Linked DNA regions of Gossypium hirsutum: all the other regions are linked to region 1. The links are chromatin contacts, called in public Hi-C maps. All regions are on one chromosome and are shown on one strand. Each heading gives the region's core, a stretch centred on a gene start, on an enhancer-like site or on the middle of the called end of the contact. The rest is flanking DNA. Distances are from core to core; before and after follow the strand shown.

Region 1 (3,664 bases), core at 202-2,701:
GAGTCGCTGCCTGTTTCATAAAAAAATGACAGGAATTCTAATTTTCCAGTGTAAATGTGTGTCTTAACAAAAGTATCTTTGATTGCCAAACCTGGATAAAGGTAGCCGGATCAGAAGAGATATTGAGGAATTCTGCGATCGAATCAATTACCTGATAAGAGCCAAATTAGATCATTAACTTAACATGATCCCAACTTTTAAATATAGCACCACATATCTTAAACCAAAGGAATATAAAAGAAATAAGGGACAACCCCAGATTTTTTAAGAATGCCATTAGGATCGCTTGTGACAATCCACCCCAGGCGCCATCCTGGAACAATCCATCTCTTTGATATAGACCCCAGGGTGAGAACAGGCACGGTTGACCCCAATACTCGCATTGGCACATAACGAGTGCTTCCAAATGCCAGATTGTCGTAAGCTTCATCAGAAATAACCAAAATCCCAAGCTTTCTTGCTGTCTCTGCAACCTAAGATTCAATAAGAAAATGCTAATCAACATCTTGTTTTGGGAAGAGTCAACAAATTACTCTAAAAGCTTTTTTAACCTTGTGCAACTGTTCATAGCTGAAGACATTTCCACAAGGGTTGCCTGGGTTTATAATAACCAAAGCGACAGTATTCTCATCCGCAATACTCTCTACACCATCAAGATCAACCTCCCAACCTTTTTCAGGAAGAAGATCATAATGACGTACTTCCAGATGATTATAAGCAGAACAAGATTCATAGTATGGGAAGCCCGGTCTAGGAAGCAAAATATTGGCACCAGGACGGGAAAGAACATTTATTGCTACTTCTATTGCTTGAGTACACCCACTTGTAAGATAAACATCATCCGGTGATAACTTGCAAGGAAGGTCACGGTTGAGGTAATCTGCAATTGCCCTGTTGGAATTCAAACCGAACAAAGTCGATGACCATTCACTCATAAACAAACTTCAATAACACCTTTTTAAAGTTTTCAATCTAACTAACCTCCTTGCCGGAAGAACACCAGCAGAAGGCGCATAACAATTATGCTTAGCCGAACGTAGAGCATCAACAATGGCATCTTCAGCTGCAGGGGTAGTCTTGAAGCTTGGAAAATGAGAGGGGTCGCCATGACCAAGACGAATGACTGAAGAGCTATTATCTTTGTTGATGCGGGCTATTATTTGGTTGAGATATCCTCGCACAGTGGAGGCTGATGCTGCGTTCAGCTCTTGCTTTCCACGGAAACCCCATCTCTTTGCTTCAATCTCCATCTTCTCTCTTCTTCTTGTTGCTATGCAAATGCAAATGCAATGGAGTCTGGAGTTAAAATAGAATAATGCAAGCTGTGAGGCTTCAACAAACTCATGCACCAACCATTTTATTTTTAGCAAAAAGAAACAGGAATTCACATTTGGTCCTTTTTGCGTTTTGATATTTTCTTGTCTTCCGATAAGACTTTAGATGGTCAAACAGCCTACAAGTTTTTTTTTCCTTTAATGTATTTCATTTTTTTACTTTAAAAATTAGAATTTTTTTTAATTTTCAGTATTTTTAGTTTATATTCTACCTAATAATCAAGAGAAATTGATTTACAAGGATTAATTGAAGAAGTAATCCAACAGAAGATACGATAGTTCATGTACGGAGCAAGTGATAGACATAGTGATGTGGCATCGTCCCTCACCAGTCATCATGTGACATATTGATCCATGAAAAGGTATTCAGGTCAAGTATAAAAATAACTATTGTTGATATCATTGGATGAATAAAAATTTTATTTATAAGAGAGATTGATTTAAGTATAATTTTTTTATTGATAATTTCTTTTATCATGGAGTTAATTTTATTGATTTAAGTATATTTTTCATGTGAGCTTTAAAGTATTTTCCACGTTTCTTTCTCGGAAATTTTTTTATGGTTGCTGATAACATGTTAATTTGCATGACATTTTGTGTTTAATTAGATTTATTTTTGAATTGATCCTGTTAAATTAGTACTTTTATGTTTTAATCTTATTAGAGATGCAATTGAGACACTAAGAGAAAAATACAGATAGAAAAGGACCAAATTAAAACACAATCAATGAAATGAGGCTGAATAAAAAATGTGAAGAAAACCAAGGATTCATCAGAATTTTTGACTTTGTAAAAATAAAAAAAAATTATATTTTATATTTATTTAATTTTATGTTAAATTAGTTAAGGCTAAAATTATTAAATTCTATATATATAAATAGTGCCTTAATCTTATTAGGAAAGACGCATCTAATTCTAGTTGAATAGAATTATTTTCCTTTTCCTTTCAATTTGGCGTGAGAATTCTGATATTTTCATTTCAATTTCTTTGTTCTTTCAAAATTCGTCCAATTGCCTTCCAAGTCCTTTCATTCCCTAATATTTTCCATTATCATCAAACCACCTTTCATAACCTAAAAAGCATGATCAAATCCATGCTTCCCTAAATTCCAACTTAGCTTTAGGCCGGTGTTCTTTCTGGTCGGGAACCGTGAGATACGAATTCGTACTTAAAATCATCCCTAAGTATCTGGATAGACAAATCATCCCTTAAAGTTAAACTCAATTTCAAGTCAAAGTGCACGTTGGGTTGGAGTCGTGTTTGCTGACAGTTGGAGAAACGAGTCGACCATGCTGTATTCGGATCTCCGAGAACAAATTAAGGAAGAAGTGATTGGGTTTAAACGACCCACGCAGTTGAGGCCGTTGATTCGAGTTGGGTTTTTCAGAGCGCAAGGTTGTTGAAGTCTTGAATCGGAAACACGTGTATCTCGGTTAGATAATCGGTAAAGGTTGGTTTGCAGGTCGTACCGAGACCAATTACGAGAGGAAGAATTGGTGGTTAGGACGTTCTTAACTGCTATGACCAGCTTATTGTTTGGAGGAGAAGATCAATTTTCAAGGATAGATTCTTGAACCGGAATCTACCAAGTCTAGGGCTAAGGCAATTTATTTTTTATTACAAAATTTGAATTTAATTTCTAATTTATTTAATTATTTAATTATGTTGTTTCAATTATTTAGTTTTTAAACATTTCAAAACTCCCATGGTCTATTTGTTTATTTTTCAGCAGGTCCGTTTGGAGTCGTGGGCACAACCTTTGCCACGACCTTTGACACGACAAACATTCTGTTTACGAGATAAACACAGAAGTTGATAATAACATCCGATTCTTGTGGATTCGACGCTACTGCCACTCTTTACTACTATTTAGAGTTATTTTTGTAAGAATTATTTTTTGTATTTTCGACGCCCATCAATTGCAGACAGTTTTGGACTTTAAGACATCTCTGCATATGCAAACAAGCAACAATTCTTTCAAAAAACAACAAAATTAAAAAAAATTATGGCAAAATAATATAAATCTATTATTGTAATAAACTTGAATTTAATAAATAATTTTAATAGTGTTTATAATTCTTAAAATTAAATTAATATTTTAATTAAAATAAAATATTTAAATTAATTAATGGTATTGTAAAAATTGAAATATCAAATTTTATTAAAAATAAAAATAAAAATAAAAATATTAAATATTAAATTAAAATGTAACGAAAAGATAATGCTAAATTTGTGTACAGGATAGACTGCGGTCGATGCATTCAAATAACTTCCAAGCTTGTTCTGACATTCTCGAGCCTCGAGCTTTTAGTAATTTATCTTCACTTTG
Region 2 (3,969 bases), core at 868-3,367, 130 kb after region 1:
AAGGTAAACTACAAAAAATAGTTACCCCACTACGCTTTTAGTTCTATTTTGGTCACTCAATTATTATTATTATTATTTATTTAGTCACTCAACTTTTCAAAATCAAATACTTTAGTCACTCTTTTGTTAGTTACCATTAGAAGAATAACGAAAAGCTGACACGAGTCTTTTTTTATTGACCTAATAACAAATTTAGGCCACCAATGGTTACACATTTTATTAATTTGATCCTAAATCTAAAATATTCAACAAATTTAGCCCTTAATGTTTACAAAAGTTTTTCATTTTAGTTCAAATTCTAAAAGTTCAATAAATTTAATCCTCAACATTTACAAAATTTGTCAATTTAGTTATAAATTTATTTTTCTTTAAAAAAGAGAGGAAAAATATTTAAAATATTTTTATTTTTTAAAATATTCCTTGATGTACCTCCAAAACCCACTAAATAAGAAGAGTATTTAACACCATTCGAATTATGCTCCTTTTAAACTAATGCCACCTTCGTGAGTAAGGTAAAAAAATCAAGTTGGCTTAAATCCAACTAAGTGCCATATTTTAAATTAATAACATATTATTTAATTAAATTCCTCTAAAAAAATAACAATTTTTTGAACTATTAAAAAATTGTTTTGAATTTTTTCTTATCTTAAAAATATATAAAGAGTTAATTTTCGAGTAGAGAAAACTATGCAATGTGAAATCTTTCATGAAATAAAAACCTTAAAAAGCTTTTCTTCACCTTATTTCTTTCCGACTTGGACATGTTATCAATAACTTCCAAACGTAGGTAGTCTAACGACCAAAGTCCTAGAAAATCTAGTTCAAAAATTGATAATATAAGCTAAACTGAATCAAGGGACATACCTTTGTCAGTTCTATGTCCCATGGAGATGTAAAACTTCATCTCTCTAATCAATCTATTCCATGCTCATTTCTTTTTGAATCATTTGACATATATATATATATTTATATTTTTTATTTATAATACGACCAAATTTGAAGAATATGTTAATTTTTATAATTAGGCCAAAACGTCCTAAAGGCCTAATTAAAAAAATAGTATATTCATCAAATTTAGCCTTATAATACATATATTTTGGTTTTTTATTTATAATTTCTTTATGATTTTTAGATTTTTAAATTATTTTTATAAATTTCATCAAAAAATAATTTTAAAATATTTTTCCTTTTTAAACTTTTAGAATTAGAACTAAAATGACAAATTATTCTAAATGTTAAGGACTAAATTTATAGAATTTTTTCAAATTAGAATTAAAATGACTAATTTTATAAATATGCAGAGCTAAATTTGTTTTAAAAGTTGGATAATTTGGTAATTTTTCAATAGAGTTATTAGTGATATCAATTCAATTAAAAAAGTTAAATAATAGAACCCTATTTTATGACCTAATGGTCAAGGATATTCATCGTCCCAGGTGTGATCTGAGTTCGAATCACGTTAGTTGCATTAGTTGTTCTGGTTTTACTCTATTATTGTAATTCAAAAAAAAAGTTAAATAATAATATAAATATATTAAAAAATATATGTATAATAGAAAATCCATTGCAAGGCTTAAAACACTAGTTAATTAAACAAAAGAAAATCTTTCCTCCACTAAATTAATTAAGACTTATTTTTGGGAAGGTTTAATGGACTTGGACAAACACTAACCTTTTAACTTTTAAACCCCAAATTTAACTTAACTTGACCCATTTTGATTTTTTTTCCCAATGGAAACTCATTTTTAAACTTTATAATTTATTATTTTTTCAAAATATATATTATATTTTTAATAATATAATAAGTAAATATATAACGCTATAATATAAATATTAAATATATATTTAAAATTTTTAATAAAAGTATATATAATTATTAAATATAAAATACTAAATGGATTTAGATTAAGTATTTATAAATTTTGATTGAAGGAGTCAATGTACTTTAACTGACCCTCGTACAAGTGTAGGGACAAAATGAAGTAAATTTTGTTACGGAACCAAAACGGCACACTTTATACAGGTCAGGACTCAGGAGAGCGTGGGAAATAGCCGTTAGAAAGGCACCTCATCTCTTACTCACCAAATTGACACAAATTTGACCGTTACAACACCTTCCCCAAATTAAAAAAAAAAAAAACAAAAAACAAAAAATCGACCGTTGCAGTTCCTCATGTTTAACTCCAATCTGCAATCATCCGCACTTATTGCCAGTAATGCGGATCTTCTAAGAATCTAAGAAGGAAGCGAAATATCTAGAGACTTTCCGATAATAACTCGCTCCCGACCCCCTTAAACCCTGGAAGATTGAATCTCTCTGTTTTGCATCTGATGGATGACTCGAGTGAGGCAACGGCAAGGATGATCGACGAGATATACGAGTTCTCAGCGCCGCGTTTCTTTGATTTCATCAAAGGAGAGTCGGAAGAAGAAACGCGTGAAGCCGAGCTCTGGTTTGAAACCGCCTTAAGCTACGCCCCTTCTCGTATGTTCTTTCTCTTTCTCCTTCCTGTTTCTTTCTTATTTTGTGAATCAACTGATCCTCACTCTTTAAAGATTGTATTCTTTGAATCATTATTTTCTCTGTAACTGATTCATTTTGGTAGATGGCTCTTAATTTTCTTGGAGTTTTGTCTAGATAGATTTTAATTGTTAATAGACTCCTAGGTTTGATCCACTAATCCTTTGTGTCTCTGTTTACTTAGATTTGATAGGAAAAGGAATATACATTAATTATCCTTAAAACTGCCTTTGTTCTACTCAAAATTATTGGAATGAATTTAGGATAATGGAATTGGTTAATTCTCATTTGAACTGTAAATCAAATCAAGTTACATTTTGGTCCCATATTTTCCGTAATCAAGCCAACCTTTTGCTTTTATCTTATGGAGATTTCATTTCTTTTTGGTTTTTCCCCATAATGCAGCTTGTATGGTTAAAATTAAGGCCCATAATCGATCCGTTCATGTTGAGAGTCTCTGCAATTTCAGTGAAGAAGATCAAATTCAAAAGGTGGGAATTTCTTTAAATATCTTCTAAAGCAATTTCTCTCATTTTGAATTTGGTCATTATGAATATAATTTTGCTGCAGGCCTCGGAAGCTTCAGATGAAGCAGTTCCTAATCCCAATGGCGCAGAAGACAAGCCTCAAACCGAGCCTGATAAAGTAAAGGAAGCAGCTCCTAATCCTAATGGCTTAGAGGACAAGCCTCAAACTGTGCTTGTACCGGATAAAGTAAAAGAAGAAGTCAAACCCTCTGAGGCAAATGTTGAAAACAATCAAATTGTCAATGAGGTGATTAGTGGACTTATTTTCATCCGTTCTTGTTATTGATTAATTCTTCTGTTTTCTCATGATTTTAAACTGTATTTCAGAGTCCTAATCATAAAGGTAAGGAGCAAGTAGAGATTCTATGTGCTCAAGAGAAAGAAAGGTTTGTTCTTTGGGTTTTGAAAATTTTGTAAATAGTATCTGAGTTCTATTATGAATACTTTGGTTCTTATCCTTGTATATTTGCTTCCTTTCTGTTAAATATTCAGTGTCCTGACTGAAAAAGGACGTTCAAATGTAACTGGTGACAAGGAGAAAGCCGAATCTTCTGTGCAAGTAGAAACCGAAGCTTGCACTCCTAAACCATTGATGAATTCTCAGAAAAAACTGGTGAGTGACAAGAAGCACCAGACAGCTAAAAAGATAGCTAGTATGATAAGGAATCCATCATCAGTGTTGAAGCCGAAAAAAGGCAGTGCTGGAACTCCTAATTTGGCTCTAGAGAACCAAGCCATTAAACGTCAGAAACTAGATGGAGGGAGGTCTAGACAGGTGCTTATGTTCTCTTGCTTTTGGCATGTTAAGTTTTTAGCTACTGTTCTTTTGTAACTTATATCTGACGTTGTCTCTTCGTTGCTTCCCTCTATACTCTAGATCCTAAACGTAAAATCCCACCACTTGCCCCACAAGTCGAAACT
Region 3 (3,966 bases), core at 78-2,577, 180 kb after region 1:
AAAATGCTCCCAACTTCGCAAATTTTCGACAACGTTGGAGAGGGTGATACTCACTCCGACGGTGGTCGTAACTCCAAAAAAGTGAGATTTAAAGAGTCTTTTGCTGATGATGAAAATTCTATGGCAGTGGATCCAGTACCAAAGTAGATCGTGTCGTGGAAAGATAAATTACTGGGGAATCAAGATGATTTCACTGACTCGGTTCGGGCAGTGCCTTCTGTCGTGAATGAAAATGAATTCGAGTTACTTGAAGGAGACGTTAATACGTCAATCATTGATGGGATTCCTGCGACTGAGTTTTCAGATCGGATCAAGGAAATCCTTTTCAAAGAAATAGAGTTGGCTGTCATCGTTAAACTCCTACGGCGAAACATTGGCTATAACACCCTTTATAATCACATTCTTTTTCTTTGGAAGCTTGTGAATTCTATTCAGTTAATGGATATAGCTAACGGATATTTTTTGGTGAAATTTCAGGATCTTGGAGATTACAACAAGGCTCTTTCACAGGGTCCGTGGATAGTTTATGGCCAGTACCTGACTGTTCAACCTTGGTCTAAGCATTTCAATCCAATGCAACGTTACCCGAGTGTGGTATTAACATGGATTCAATTGCCGAATCCCGGGTCATCTGTACAAATGGAAAATTATTGGAAAGGTGGTTAAGCTGGATTTACAAACTGATAATCAGACCATAGGTCGTTTTGCAAGATTAGTCGTTTATATCAATCTAGATAGGCCATTGATATCAAAAATATATGTTGACGGAGCTACTCAATAAGTTGAATATGAGGCCCTTCCGACTGTATGCTTCATGTATGGCAAATACAGACATGCTAAAGACTTGTGTACCTCGGTTATGGCGAACCAAAAATCTGCGGATTTGGTGAACACGGCAAATAATCCTCGTGAGGAGTCGACGGCCGTAGAGGGACCTTTTTCGGCGGAGTGCTTGAACGGGAAAAAATATACATCAATCATCAAAGGAAAAGGCCCAAAATTCGGGCCATGGATGCTGGTGGAAAGGAGGTCTTCTCGGCGAGAGAAGCGAGGAAACAAAATGAAAGTTCTGGAGAATCAGAATAGAGCTGTTGCTGGTACCAGATTTTCTGCGCGGTTAGAGGAGGAAGATTTGGGAATGAAATCGGGGCAGTCGGCAGGAAGGAATTTTGGGAATGACCTAGGGGATAAGATGACAGACAAGGAAATGAGTTGGGATTTTAGGGATTTTATTAAAGTACATAAATCGGCTGGTGGACCAGGTCATAGAAACTTGATGGATTTGGGTCTTTCTAAGGGGCCCATCGGTAAGGAAATATCGGGCAAAAATGGGCAGAAAAATTTGGGCCAAAATTACAAAAAAAACCTTTGGATAAGAGCCTAGGGAAAAGGCCAATAGGAGTAAGCGAATTAGGGGAAATTAACAGGAAGTCTTTAGGAAATTTTTCTAATTCTAATTTGGTTATTTCTAATGGTGCAGGAACAAAACAGGTGGATACACCAAAAAAACATTTCTTTGGAAGGCACAATTTCTCTAGGCAATTTGGTTTCTAAAGTCCAGAAAAATAATAGAGCCGAGGATTTAGAAAATATTAAAGCTCATTATAATCCAGTTTTTGATGAATCTGAGGGTTTCATCGTCCCTATATCTGATAATACCCTTGATCCAGGTAAACACTCTGCTGTTAGTTTTAATAAAAAATTTATTTATCTATACAGGATAATTCGGCCCCGAGATCTGTGGAATCCCCAGTTTTTAACTTGCAATAGAAATCTAATGGTTCCAAAGACAAAAAGGTGGGGGTAAGGACAGGGGTATTCGAAATTCCAGGAGAGCTTATATTGCTCTACGAAGTCGAGGGAACCGTTTTAAATCCTCGGGAACTACGCGTGTTCCTTTAGCTGAATCTATGGAAACAATGGCTGAACTTTTATCCCCTCAAATCCTTAATGAGTGCTCGAATGTTGAGGTTGATGATGCAGGATTAGATACGAATACCAATATCGGTCTGGACAGTTAGGTAATTTATTCCAACTTTTTAATTTTATTAATGAATATCACTATCTTATCGTGGAATTGTCAGGGATGTGCAAGTGCGAAATTTTGTAGAATTTTTTGGGAATATAATATTGAGTACAAGCCGGATATTATTAGCCTACTTGAACCGAGAGTTAGTGGGTCCTGACAATATCATCTCTAAGTTGGGTTTCCAGTATTCACATCGAGTAGAAGCAATTGGATATTCAGGGGGCATTTGGCTAGGATAGAGAGACTCTGTTTTTCTTGATGTGAGTCATAGCCATCCGCAATTCATTATGTCTCGGGTTTGACATTCATCCTTGACTCATCCTATTTTCATCGCCTTTGTTTATGGGAGTCTTAACAGACAAAGATGTCAAAATCTTTGGAGTGAATTAAAGAAATCTATTCCACTTGATCAGAGCCCTTGGACTGCCATTGGAGATTTCAACGTAATTCTTTCCTCCTCAAAAAAATCTGAGGGCTCACTAGGGGCAAGAGATGCCCAACTTTCGGTGATTTTGTTGATTCTGCGGAGCTTTATGACTTAGGTTTTAAGGGGCCGCCTTTCACTTAGCATAGGGGTTCGTTGTTTGAGAGGCTAGACCGTGCTCTGGCAAATGAAGCCTGGCTTCGAAATTTTCCTAATGGCGTGGTTACACACCTTCTAAAGATTAAGTCAGATCATCGACCCCTCCTCTTATCCCTGAATCCGAGTACTATTCTTCTTAGAGGAAAGCCTTTCAGATTTTTGGCTGGTTGGATTGAGCACCCAGGGTTTGATAATTTTTTAAAAGAGATGTGGGAATATTCGGGGAATATGTCTGATACCCTTGGTAAGCTCACTATGGATCTTAAGGTTTGGAATAAACAAGTCTATGGTAACATTACCACTTGCAAGAAGGACCTTTTTAAAAGAATTGCCAGCATCCAGAAGACTAGAGATTTCTTCGGTTCTCATCATTTGAGTCAGGTGGATTTGGCCCTTAGACAAGAACTTTGGAAGCAAAAAGCGAGATGTGATTGGCTCAAATTTGGTGACAGAAATACAAAATTTTTCCGTTCCTGTACTCTGTTAAGGAGGAAAAATAACCGTATTACTGCCATCCGTAATTCTGATGGTAATTGGATGTATGATCCTGAGGGTATAGAAGATTAGGCAAATAAGTTTTTTCAAAGACTGTATAGAGAACTACCTGCTCCTATGGGAAGCTTGCCTCAATGTGGTTTTTCCCTAGCTTGATCCAGCGGATATTAGATTCTTGGAAAGACCGGTGACAAATGAGGAGATCAAGGAGGCTATGTTTAATATGGCACCTTTGAAGGCCCCAAGTAGTGATGGTTTTCACGCTCTCTTTTTCTAGAAGCAATGGGACACTATAGGGGGAGAGGTCTGCGACTGGGTGCGTAAGGTTTTCAACGGAAATCCTATTGATCTTGATTTAAATAATACTCTAATCATTTTTATTCCGAAGGTTCAAAATCCGGATAATTTTGGTCAATTTCGACCTATAAGCCTATGTTCTGTTCTTTACAAACTGGCGATAAAGGTTATTGCAAATCGATCTAAACACATCTTTCCTAAAATTATTGCACAGGAGCAAGCTAGTTTTATTGCAGGTAGAAGCATTAATGAAAATATCATCTTAGCTCAAGAAGTGATTCATTCTATGAGGAGTCAGAAGAATAAGAAATGGATGGCTATTAAAATAGACTTGGAGAAGGCTTATGACAGAGTTAGTTGGGATTTCATTGCAACTTCCCTTAGAGCGGCAGGTATTCCTGACTATCTTAATAACATTATTATGTCCTCTATCTCTAATTCTACTATGCAGGTTATGTGGAATGGAGCTCCGCTTCCTAAATTCAAACCGGTTAATGGAATTAGAAAAGGGTGTCCCCTTTCCTCTTATCTTTTTGTACTCTGCATGGAGTGGCTTGGGCAT

The links. A called contact is a pair of places that touch in the nucleus more often than the background predicts.
Region 2: a contact with region 1 is called in a Hi-C map of leaf, with 2.2 times the contacts expected there. The contact joins the promoter of LOC107886788 here to the promoter of LOC107886791 in region 1. A contact is called at or near these places in 4 of 34 Hi-C or Micro-C datasets (all in leaf).
Region 3: a Hi-C map of leaf shows a contact between it and region 1, with 2.7 times the contacts expected there. The contact joins the enhancer-like site here to the promoter of LOC107886791 in region 1. A contact is called at or near these places in 2 of 34 Hi-C or Micro-C datasets (fibers and leaf).

What each region holds. Positions count from the first base shown.
Region 1 is chrA03:105,307,182-105,310,845 of Gossypium_hirsutum_v2.1, forward strand. It overlaps LOC107886791 (tyrosine aminotransferase), which reads right to left and starts at 1,452. Exons shown (of 7, transcript XM_041100663.1): 1 at 982-1,452; 2 at 552-891; 3 at 255-473; 4 at 92-151; 5 at 1-10. The coding sequence starts at 1,250.
Region 2 is chrA03:105,440,674-105,444,642 of Gossypium_hirsutum_v2.1, forward strand. LOC107886788 (protein TPX2) reads left to right here and starts at 2,118. Exons shown (of 20, transcript XM_016810851.2): 1 at 2,118-2,485; 2 at 2,927-3,012; 3 at 3,092-3,295; 4 at 3,376-3,434; 5 at 3,541-3,823; 6 at 3,926-3,969. The coding sequence starts at 2,332.
Region 3 is chrA03:105,490,959-105,494,924 of Gossypium_hirsutum_v2.1, forward strand. No RefSeq gene overlaps it. Among protein-coding and RNA genes, the nearest start is that of LOC121220891, 5.9 kb to the left of the region's middle. Within about 2 kb of position 1,328, at least 7 of the 9 cell types and tissues checked have an H3K27ac peak or open chromatin away from gene starts, as enhancers often do. A contact at or near this core is called in fibers and leaf, where this site is marked.